Linked DNA regions of Sus scrofa: region 1 is linked to region 2. Evidence: chromatin contacts called from public HiChIP or PLAC-seq data. All regions are on one chromosome and are shown on one strand. The core of a region is the stretch at or near the end of the contact, and the rest is flanking DNA. Distances in the headings are between cores, read along the strand shown. Region 1 overlaps LPP (lipoma-preferred partner). Region 2 overlaps LPP (lipoma-preferred partner).

Region 1 (5,664 bases), core at 124-2,623, 330 kb after region 2:
AGTCTAACATAAATTTAATTTATTCTTGCCCCAATTGGTTATTGATCAACTGAAGATCATATTTAAATTAAACATTTAAGTAATTTGGAGAGAAAATATACCAGTTATGGCTTTATCTTTGATTCAGTGATTATTCAGATTTACCTATATCCTCTTGAATCCTTAATCCTTACATGTACATAGGATTAAACAAATTTGATTCAGTAAGGCATTGTGTTTCACTTTAATCATTTTGTACATGCTTTCTTTTGTATTTTCTATTGATTGACAATATAAATATATGTATATATATATATATATATATAGCTTTTCATTGTTAATAATTTCCATTTTTAGCTTTTCATATGTTTAGTTTACACACTACTTTTTAAAACCATTTGCTACTGGACAGATAATGGATATTTTCCAATCTTTTAGTATTATAAAAAACATGCCTATAAATAACTGAGTAAAATTTTATTTAATTTTATTTTGAATTGCTTTCTTAGCATAAATTCTGTGATTTATATTACCAAATTTATGGCAATTTGAAGAGCTTTTACTAGATTTCTTTAAAAAGATATTTTCACTTTAGAGAACCATCAACAATAATGAGACCAAATGTTAAACTATAACCTGTCCACTATTGAAGAGGTTTATTTACATTTATTTTGAACCAACTGAATAGGTGCATTATATAATAGTTTTTAATTTGGGTTTCTGTAATTAGCAAAATCATTAAGATGCTTTTTTTCTTTGGTGATACATCTCTTAAAAGCTTAGTTTTGATTATTCTTATGGATTTGTTTAAATAAACATATTAAAATTAGAGCACTAAGCTTCCTTGGGAAGAAAAGTGATATAAATAGCATACCTTGGTCCTAGTCTTTGCTTTCCTGGTATGATGTGAAATAAATCATTTAATCTGTGAGTACCAGTATCCTCATTTATTAAAGGGAAATATTAACTTCTAACCATTCTTCAAAGAGAAGGAGTGAACAGGAGTAATATTTTCTACATGATGAAGAAATCATTTACTAATACAAGGGCTTAATCTGATTAATAACATTTTCATTGCTTTTTTTTCTTTGGCTTAATCTGATGGAATTTAGAAATCCTCTAAGTTTGGGGTAATTTCATAGCTGCAGTTGCTATGGAAATCCTGCAATAAATAGATGTCATAGAAGGAATATGAGGACATATATGAGAAGAGGTTAATGTTTTTCTTAAGATTTTTGTGTTGGTATGGGAAGCAACCATACTTCCCACTGCCCTCAATGAGACAGGCTTCTAAGTACAGATTTACAAAAGAATTGCTGTGTTCTCAGCATTGCCAAAGAGTCTGGGCCTAGAGACACAGTGCATCAGAGATGCTCAGCAAGTCTGTTTATGAGATGGCAGCCAAGGATCTTCCCCTAAACCAGGGCTCTTACTCAGAGTGGATGGAATCCAGCTCCTGACTCTCTGGTAGTGGAAGTTGGTACAGGCATTTTTATTACAGTTACAATCCAAGTGATTAAAAGACTTAAGGAAATAGGAGGCCAACTTCACATGAGACTAAACACTTAAAAGTTCCTGAATTTGCGCATTAGTGGCTCACACACTAACAGCTTTTTTTCTCCCTGTGTCACTAAATGGCTACAGTTAAAACATTCTAACTTTTCAACCTACTTTAAGAGGTAGGTTTTGTACCTTTGCAGGAAGGTTGTCTTTTATATGCTCAATTCCACCTAATAAAATGTTTTAAAAGCAGTTATGGCTAGTGCTTTATGTGGGTATTAGCAACGGACCTGAGAGTTTAGACTAAACTTGAGAAATTCAGGTGAACTTCTCTCCTCTTTCCTTAATTACATACCCCTCCTGCTCTCTCATCCCCAAGTAGTGGGTCTCTCTCTCTCTCTCTCTCTCCCTCTCTCTCTCTCTTTCCCACATACCACCCATCCACTCACACACGCACACACGCGCTTTCTTCTTAATGTTAATTACATCATCCTCCTATAAGCACTCTCCCAGGAAAGAGAAAAATGGTTCAAGAGAGAGGAAAATTTGTCAAGTATGCTCTTGAGAGATTTAACCATTCTAACTACTACGAATAGTTTTCTCCTCCATTTGTACAGCCCCTTATATTTCACAGTGCTCCTGCGCCTCTTTTACTGCACCTTACGCATTAGAACCTTGTGAAACAGACAGAGGGGAGATTATTGGTCCCATTTATAGTGGCTTTGATATTTTCAAAGAAAAAGACAAAACGAAGCCTAAGGAACAGATCTTTTCACTTGCATTTTATTACTAGATCCATTCTGCTGCCCTGAAACTACAGTTCAGCTTCCTAAAAATGTGCGGATATTGACAGCCCCCTGGGATTATATAGCCTTTGAGTCCCACAGTTTTAATTGATGACCACATGAATCATGGCTTCCAGTATTACAGAGCCTAAAATGCTAAACTTCTGCCAACTTAAAACCACAGCCCCTGCCTTTCCATGAGCATTTACTTGTTGCTCTCCCCGAAATGTCTCAGGTTTTAAGACAAAAGCCCATTTTTATGGTTAAAAATAATCACAGCAATAACTAATGTTTCTTTAGTGCCTTAATTTTTACACAGCACTTTTTGTTTATCTCAGGTCACTTTCTCAAAATCTTAGAATATAGGTACAATTATTATTGCCTTTACTTCCAATAGTAATAACTTGGGTTTTAGAAAAAAATCAGCTTGCTCAGTCCCACAGAGCATGAGTGTCAGATCCAGGACTTGATCCCGGTCTTTGATTTTCAAGTTCAACTCTGCACATATCCAACAAATTATTGGAAATTTCATTTGTTATTACTAGGTTTCATTTTTCCTCATTAATTTTTTTCTCTATTACCATATATGAGCTCAGAATATTTTTTTCTTATAGTAGTAATTAAAAAAAAACTCAGTTTTTAAGTATCACATGCTCACTAGAGAAAAATTAGAAAATACTTTTAAAGGGCATATAACTCTCCCATCTAAATATTAGAACAGTTTACATTTTACCACATATTTTTTCTATTTTGGTGTACCTGGATATGATATATGTTTATAGATGTAACCACATACCTATATATATGTTTACATGTACATACAAACACAATGAGATCATACTGTCTGTACTAATTAATAACTTGCTTTTATTATGTAACAGTATATCAAACTTTGCCTCCTACAGAAATAGTTTCTTTTAAATATTCCATGAACACTCAAAAAGAATGTATATGACTTGCATACCTTTTCTGAAAAAAAGTGACTCAAAAATATTCCAGCAGGCAAATAAATTAATCAAAAAGTATGTAGGAAATCTAGAATAACTAAAATTATGATAAGCCATGAATCAACAAAACTAATAGTTAAAAATAGATAGGAATAGGTGTAATGCCAAATTCAGACCAAAAGAAAATAATATTAATTACCTACTCATTATGATATTAATTATGATATTAATAATAGACAAAATACAGTTCAGGACAAAACTATCACATAAGCCAAAGAACACTATTTTATTGACAAATGTCATAGTTCCTGAAAAATGATCTTGAGCCTTTTTTCATTAAATAGCATTACATTGAAATATGATACAAAAATATTGATGAAATATGAGATGAAGATGGTAAAACCGTAGTCTTTATAAAACTTTAACATATTTCTTATAATCTCTGACAAACCAATTATAGAAGTTGGATAATATGATTAGATATCATTGATTTAATCCATACAACCAAAGAGATTATATCTTCTTTCCAAATCATGGAATATTTAGAAAAGCATCATATTATAGTCCAAAAGGAAAATATAGACAGCTTCTACTTTGGCTGACTGGTTGTGCATGTCAGCACAGTAAGGCAAGAAACCCATAAAAGGATAAACAATAAACATACTCTTGAGTTTAAAAAAATTTCTTGGAAAGTAATGGTAATAACACTGCATGACAAGGAGAATGAGATGCAGCCAAAGTGGAATTCCAGGTAAAGTTGGTAATCATTAATTGCAACAAGAAAGAGTGCAAATATATGAACCTAAAAAACTGGAAATGACAAAAGCAACCCAAAGGGAAAAGGGATTAGTTTAAATGAAGGCAGTTCTTGATGCATTGAAAAATATTAGAATTTTTAAGTTCAGGAGATGATTCTTTGAAAAGCATAGTAAAGTGAACATCCAGTGAAGATAATCAAGAATTAAGGGGAAAACCAAAAATTATAAAAATTTAAGAATGAAAAGGAAGCTTTCAGCATCGATGTAGAGGACATTTAATTATTACAGTTAAAATTTTATAGAAAAGAGGCTATTCTCTGTGCAAATCTAAATACAGGGGAAGAAAACTTAAATAACCTCATAAACATGGATGAAATGCAGAGCTACTACCTGAGAAAGAACCAAGAACTTTTACAAACAGGAGTTTTCAAATCTTTGAAGAACAACTGATTCCTGTGCTATTTCAATTTTCAGAGCTTAGCAAGAGAAGATAAGCTTCCCAAATCATCTTGTAAAGGTAGCCTGATCCTGATTAATTATACCTAACCTAGGTTGCCCCCCAAAGAACACTCTATGCTAATAGAACTTTCATAAGTGCAGAAATCTTAATTGAAATATTAGCACACTGAATGCCACATAGTGAAACAATCCAGGTTATTCCATGATTCCAGTGTTAGAACAATTATTAGGAATCTTTTAGCATGATTAGTTGTAGTGAAATATCAATTTTAAAAAAATTAGTAAACATCCATTGATGCCAAAAAAGCATTTAATGAAATTTATCACACATTCTTTTTTAAAAATGAAAATAATTGCAATAACTTAAAATGAGCTTTAAATAAAATAGAAGAAAAAAAGAAGATATTTAAGTTTAATAGGATAAAATAAACTAATGGTGAGCCCTCTTCCTAGATTTTCCTAGATATCCACGGAATTCCTGCTATTATATTAGTATTATTCTTAACATTCTAGCCTTTGTAATGGAAATTTGGAAACAAAAACAATATATATTATACGACTTTTTTCTTTTATGTATATACTATTTCAAGTATATAATATTTCTGACACAAAGTTATAAAGCATAATAAGACGATATACCATGTACCCATTATCCAATTTAAGAAATAAAATATTAGAAATCCAGTTGAAATCTCTTAGGTTCTTACCCCAATCACATTCTCAAGGCTCCTGTACAGTGGTAGCTAATATGCTAAATTTGTTTTAACATCCATGGGAGTTCCCATCATGGCTCAGTGGTTAATGAATCCAACTAGGAACCATGAGGTTGCAGGTTCGATCCCCAGCCTCGCTCAGTGGGTTAAGGATCTGGCATTGCCGTGAGCTGTGGTGTGGGTCACAGATGCAGCTCAGATCTGGCGTTACTGTGGCTCTGGTGTAGGCAGGCGGCTACAGCTCCAATTATATCCCTAGCCTGGGAACCTCCATGTGCTGTTCTAGGTGCAGCCCTAGAAAAGACAGAAAAAAACAAATAAAACATACATTTCTGTACAGTTTTATTGCATATCTCTAATATGTAATATATATCATATATTATTATATATTAGCTCTAATATATATTATATATAGTATATGTTATGTATTATCTCTAATATATATATTATATATATCATACTTTATATATGATATATATTATTATATATTATCTCTAATATATATGTTGTGTTGTTTGCATAT
Region 2 (5,763 bases), core at 1,174-3,673:
TTACTTCTCTAGGAATTTGGCCTTACTAGTTTAAGTGGCTACCTAAGCTCTTTCAATTTGTTCTTACATTAAAATAGAGGTACATATATCTCTAAGAGTTGTTTTTAAAATTAAGCAAATAAATTGGCAGAGTGTCTGTCACAAGATAATGGTCAAATTGATGGAAGCTGCCATCTTTATTGTTGCTATTATTATTATTAAAATTAAAGTGTGAATATTAACCCTAGGAGTAATAATTCATAGTTTTTTCATCCATAGATTTTTAATCATAATTGTCCAAATATAACTATGGTTGGCCAATTTTGAAAACACCTTGGTTTTATCCTTTTTTATTCTATGATAATGCTTTGCTAATTGACACTTTAGGATTATCTTGTTTTATTCCTGTTAAATTATACTATGTTGATAGGTCCTTTTTCTGAATGCAAAACACCTTTCTCGGAGAGAAACGTTACTTGAACTATATCAATATAGAAGAAGAAAGGATTCATTTTTATGGTATCTCTTTAAGAAGGAGGGTTTTGTTTTTTGTTTTTTGTTTTTTGTTTTTTTTTTTTTTGTTTTGTTTTTGGCTTTTTAGGGCCTCAACTGAGTCACATGGACATTACCAGGCTAGGGGTTGGATTGGAGCTGCAGCTACTTTCCTACGCCACAGCTCATGGCAACGCCAGATCCTTAACCCACTGAGTGAGGCCAGGGAGGGAACCCTAGTCCTCATGGATGCTAGTTGGGTTTGTTACTGCTGAGCCATGATGGGAGCTCCCAAAGAAGGAGCATTTTTTTTTATTGAATTAGTATTATAGATAATAATGTAAGTGAACATTATGTAATGAAAACTATAAAGTAAACCAGTGATTTTTATTAATTTAAAAAGTCTTTTTTGTTTTCCAGATTATCAAATGAGGCAGAGAGATTTTAGAGATGTTAGTAATTATATCATTACAGGAAAATAATTAATTGATTTGCTAGGAATTTTATCTTGGGTCCTATTCATCTCTGGGATTCATATTTGAAATTTAGCCAGTCTCTTAAAATTGTGTTTACTCTTGGTCTATGTGTATAACTTTTTCAGGGAGAGGGTCCATATGTCATCAGATCCTCAAAGAGATGCTTAACTCCACTCATTAAGAAAGATAACCTCCCCTGTTTTAGAGGTCACCAGTCTCCCAAGCCATTTATATCAATGTTGGTTAAATGAAAGCCAGCTTTCCCTTTTCCTCTTGCCATATTAGGAGGTAGAGTCTAAAAAGAGAACTGAGAATTTGGTGGTGATGGAAGTGGGGGTTCTAATAATTACATTAAAAAATGCAATGACTGTACAATATAACATGTAGACACAATTATATCACAATATATGGTTTTGATAACATGTTCATATTTGTTTGCACATCTCCTCTGGGCAGTGCATTTATAAGGTGAGGCATAGAGATGGATAAGGCATGGGTTCTTTCCTCTGAGAGGGAGGCCACACAGATATTCATTCACATTTGATTATTGAGGCGATGGAAGTTCTGTGATGAAACTGCTTGTACCCGGTTCTACAGGTACAAAGCAATCAAGGAGATTCCTGAGTCCTTTATACTATAATATGCTTTCTATTGCCTGGCATGTAATTATTACCCATACATTTTTACTTATTCCTCTTATATGTGAATTTAAAATGTCATATTTGTTCTGCTTCCATTAATGCAGTTTTGAATGATGATTCATCAGTGCAGTGGCCTATTTTAGTGAACCACAATAGCTTGGGTAGAAAGAAAAAAAAAAAGATTCAACATACTCAGGAATGGAAAGCAGCCATCTTTTTATAGCTAAAATTGCAAACATCTGGCAATTACTCTATTCTACCTCCCTTCAAAAAAAGAAGAATCGTCCGTTCAACTGTGGAGCCTGCCACTGTGTTTAATCAAGGCAGCTATGCAAGCCTCAAGGAGCGATAGGTTTTGATTCAAGGAGGCCATTGCCTAACCCAGTTGGCCAGACTCTCTTTGGAAAATACACCATTTAATACTGCCCATATGCTACTGTGTTATGTAATGATAATAATGGTAATATGGCAATTAATGGCTGTAGAAAATCCGTATTTGCTTTCCTGCCCTAGCTCATTTGTGGTGTCTTTTATGATAGCTTTTATGTTTTTGCAACTTAACTGTTCAGGTCAAGTTTGCCTCTCTCCATCCTCTGGAGCTTTTCGTATTCCTGAGTCGAAGGTTCAGCTATATCAATGCAAGTCATACTTACTGATTTGATTTTTATTATAAACTGGTCTAGTAAAACGTTGAGGGAACAAATTCATTTCTTTTGAAAGCCTGACAGTGATCTTATAGTCAAAAAACAATCCACTGTGCCTATGATTCCCTCATACCCCACCCTTTTTTCTTATTATGATAATTGCTTGTGAAACTAGTTCTTCCCTCCCTGGCAAAAGTCAGCTCTGCTGGCAGGGGAAGTGAGAATGACGGGTGGTTTGCAATAAGGGCTGAGAGTCAGAACTTCTGCATTTTTCTCTTGGGGCCAATGCCAGCTTTCACTCTGGCCATGACCAATGTACTCACCTTTCTATTCCCCATTTACCTTTCTCTTCCTCTGAGCCACTGAAGGGGATAGGTGGACTTTTCCCTTCCCAGGTTCTGCCAACCTTGCTGTCACTGTTTGCGTTTGGCTCTAGGGTATCTTGGTCAATGATCATTATGTGAAGGGATGGAAAAGATGTAGTTTAAAAAAAAAAAAGTTTCAATGGCATGGCAATTTTCAAAAACAACCTCAAGTACTAAAAATAGGATGTTTTCTGGTGTTATAGTGTTAGCATTTTATGGTACTTGGAAATCATAGGCATGCAGTGGGGGCCATGAGCTTATTATACCCTTGCTTTTTATGCCTTTGGTAGAACTATGTTCAATACCAAAGCCACTGCCTTAGCTTTGATATTATAATTTTACTAAGCTGTCTCTCCTGCCAGTCTTCCCAAAATCCCACTGAATTTTGCAAACATTTCATTAACTTAACTGCAACTTTACAAAAGTTGAGATTGTGATTGGGGGGGGGGGTTCTGTTTAAAAACATATATAAAGGGAAGAAAAGAAGCAAGAACTCCTAATAACCTAAAATGCATATCTTAGTACAACTATTCCATAGAGACCTTGATGGAATAATGGTCTCTGGAATCTCAAAATGTGTGTCTCCCTTTCTCTGTCTGTATCCAGTAAATTACTGATAGTTCTAGCTTTTCTCCCTCATGAGCACATCTTAGAACTTGGACTTGTTATAGGCAATATTGTTGCCCAGTGCTTTTCTCCTTGATGACCTTCCTAAAGTGGAAGAGCCTGTGCCACTTTATGGCTGTGTTGTACTCTTACTTAAGGGCTTAAAAATCCACAAACTTTTTAGAACACAACCTGTGCTATATTGCAGAGGACTTTAAATGTCTCAGTAGTTCTCTACCTTCACGACATGCAAGAATCACCTGGGGAACTTTAAAAAAATGCTGAGACTTGGCCTTCACTCTCAGATAATTCTAATATAATTGGTCTAGGATAGGCACCTTTTCTTTTTTAAAAACATTTTCCAAGTCTTAGAACCACTGAGACAGTCCAATCTCTCCTCTGATACTTGAGTTCCTATCACGTCTAACAAGATGTTTTTCATGCTTTTCTTGAATATTTTTAGTGTGTGAAACTGAAACTGCCCTTTCTGTCTTTGGACAGTTCTGAGTTTTTGGAAAGTTTGTCTTTATTTTGATTAGAAATCTGCTCTCATAAAATGTGGACATATTTTTTAATCTTAGGAATTTATAATCTTTAGCCATGGAGTTTAGTTAGTACTTAAAGTTTTAAAAATGTGCCCTCAGGGAGGAAAAATCTGTAACAATCTGATCACATCGCTTGAATGGTAACCAGTTGTCATTAAATAGGACCTCTTCCTTAACCACTTTTGAGTTAGGAGTCTCTGGAAAGGAATGGTGAAGAACAAACAGAAAAACAAATTAAACAAATGTTTTTTCTAGGGAGGCATCATCAGAGTTACCTTGCCAACTAGCCAATTTGACCTCAAGAGCAGGAACTCTTCGCTGGTCACCATTCAATTCATGGTGTCTAACGTGGTTGAGGTGCAAATGAGGCATTCAATGACTACTTACTGAATAAATGATAAGTATGACATTTATTGAGGTGGCTCAAATTAAATATACAAACACTGATAGTTTTAAGCATAACAGCAGGTTAGAAAATACAGTGGGAGAAGGTCCCTTTTGCAGGGGAATAAAGCTAAAATGCCCAAATGCACACATTTAATAAGAGATATGAAACATATGTTCACACAATGAAAAAACAAACAAAATATAACCCTCAACTCTCTGGAAAAACATAAGTCTTGGTAGCAGTGTCCCTGGTATAGATCTGTCCTCTCAGGCAGCCATTAGATTGCTTTGGCTTTAACATATGGTGGAGGTGGGAATATGTTTTATTTGTAGGGTCACTTGTATTTCTTTTGGATTAAAAGATATTTTACTATATTCAGGTGAAACCTGCTGCACCCCAGGTCTACCTCTGGTCCTAGTTCTGCCCTTGAAGATTGCAAAGGAAAGTCCTCCTCCCTATTATTTCCATTGTAGGGTTCTAAAGCTTTTAATTATTTTATTCAGCCTATCCTGGAAAGCCTGGTTTATCAGGGCCCAGAACTAAACTTAATGCTGTTGAGTGCAGATAGAGAATGGCAAAATTCTCTAAAAGAATTACTTTTCCTAAGCAAAGGTGTAAGTACCAAGAACTGCCTTTCAGCACAGTTTCTTAGGCTTACTGATAGGACTAGTCTATGTGGTATATTATAGTTGACTTTTAAAAAAATCACATATAGTTTTGATAAATAGAATAGAATAAAAAGTCTTGGTGGAGAAGGGTGTGGTAAGGTCAACAAATAACTTTAGATCTTTCTTGAGATTAGATTAAGTAGCTTGATTAGGGCAAATATGACATAGCTGAATAAATGAGTTGGAGTTCTTGGAACCTAGGCAAGTCTAAATTTTGAGGAAACAAATTAGAAAAGTTAGAGTTTAGAATGAGTAATAGTAAAGGCAAAACTAAGGTAATTAAGATTATTTGGAATTGCCCATGTAATTGTTTTTTGCAGTAGCTATCCCTGATTTATGCTGTTCATAGGTTTAAGTTGTTTTATGGCTATTTATTTATTTATTTATTTTTAAAGGGAGATGGATAATCTACTATTTTCCCTCTGCCCATGCCAGTGATTTGTTATTTGTGTGTTGCAGTTACATGCTACCCCTACTTGGTTGTAGCATGCCTAACACATTGGTCAATCATAAAAGTGAACATCAAAACCGTTGAAACTCAACCCATAAGTTAAGGTGATAAAGTTGCAGCATCATTCTGCAAGTACACTGACCTTTGTGATTTATTATCCCATATATTTGATTAGAATGTGAAAAGCATATAGTTAGAGTAATAGAGGCAGATGATTGAACACTCATAGACATCTGGAGAGGAAGTACTGGGGAGATGGTTGCCCAGAACTTCTAAGAGCTTTTTGTGGCAACCTGAGAAGGCAGAGGCATAGGCATGGCTTGGAATTCAAAGCCACAAAAATAAGGCTAAGTTCAATAAAACTGAAAACACTTTTATACCATCATTGATGTATAACTACCCCCACATCAATTTAGATATTTTTTAGCGTAAGTAGATTTTATTCATTTTGATATTTTTCCTTCAATTCATTTAACTATGTTATAATTAAGTTCTTTTTTTCCTCTCA

What was found. HiChIP or PLAC-seq counts read pairs in DNA pulled down with a chosen protein or histone mark.
Region 1: an H3K27ac HiChIP or PLAC-seq map of alveolar macrophages shows a contact between it and region 2. The contact joins two enhancer-like sites. A contact is called at or near these places in 1 of 47 Hi-C or Micro-C datasets (epiblast stem cells) and 2 of 2 datasets of contacts at active chromatin or transcription factors (alveolar macrophages and skeletal muscle).

The regions. Positions count from the first base shown.
Region 1 is chr13:126,361,583-126,367,246 of Sscrofa11.1, forward strand. The region is part of intron 8 of LPP (lipoma-preferred partner); the gene reads left to right. Among named protein-coding and RNA genes, the nearest start is that of MIR28, 82 kb to the left of the region's middle. Within about 2 kb of position 1,374, at least 3 of the 83 cell types and tissues checked have an H3K27ac peak or open chromatin away from gene starts, as enhancers often do. A contact at or near this core is called in alveolar macrophages, where this site is marked.
Region 2 is chr13:126,026,983-126,032,745 of Sscrofa11.1, forward strand. All of the region lies in intron 3 of LPP (lipoma-preferred partner), which reads left to right. Among named protein-coding and RNA genes, the nearest start is that of LPP, 250 kb to the left of the region's middle. Within about 2 kb of position 2,424, at least 7 of the 83 cell types and tissues checked have an H3K27ac peak or open chromatin away from gene starts, as enhancers often do. A contact at or near this core is called in alveolar macrophages, where this site is marked.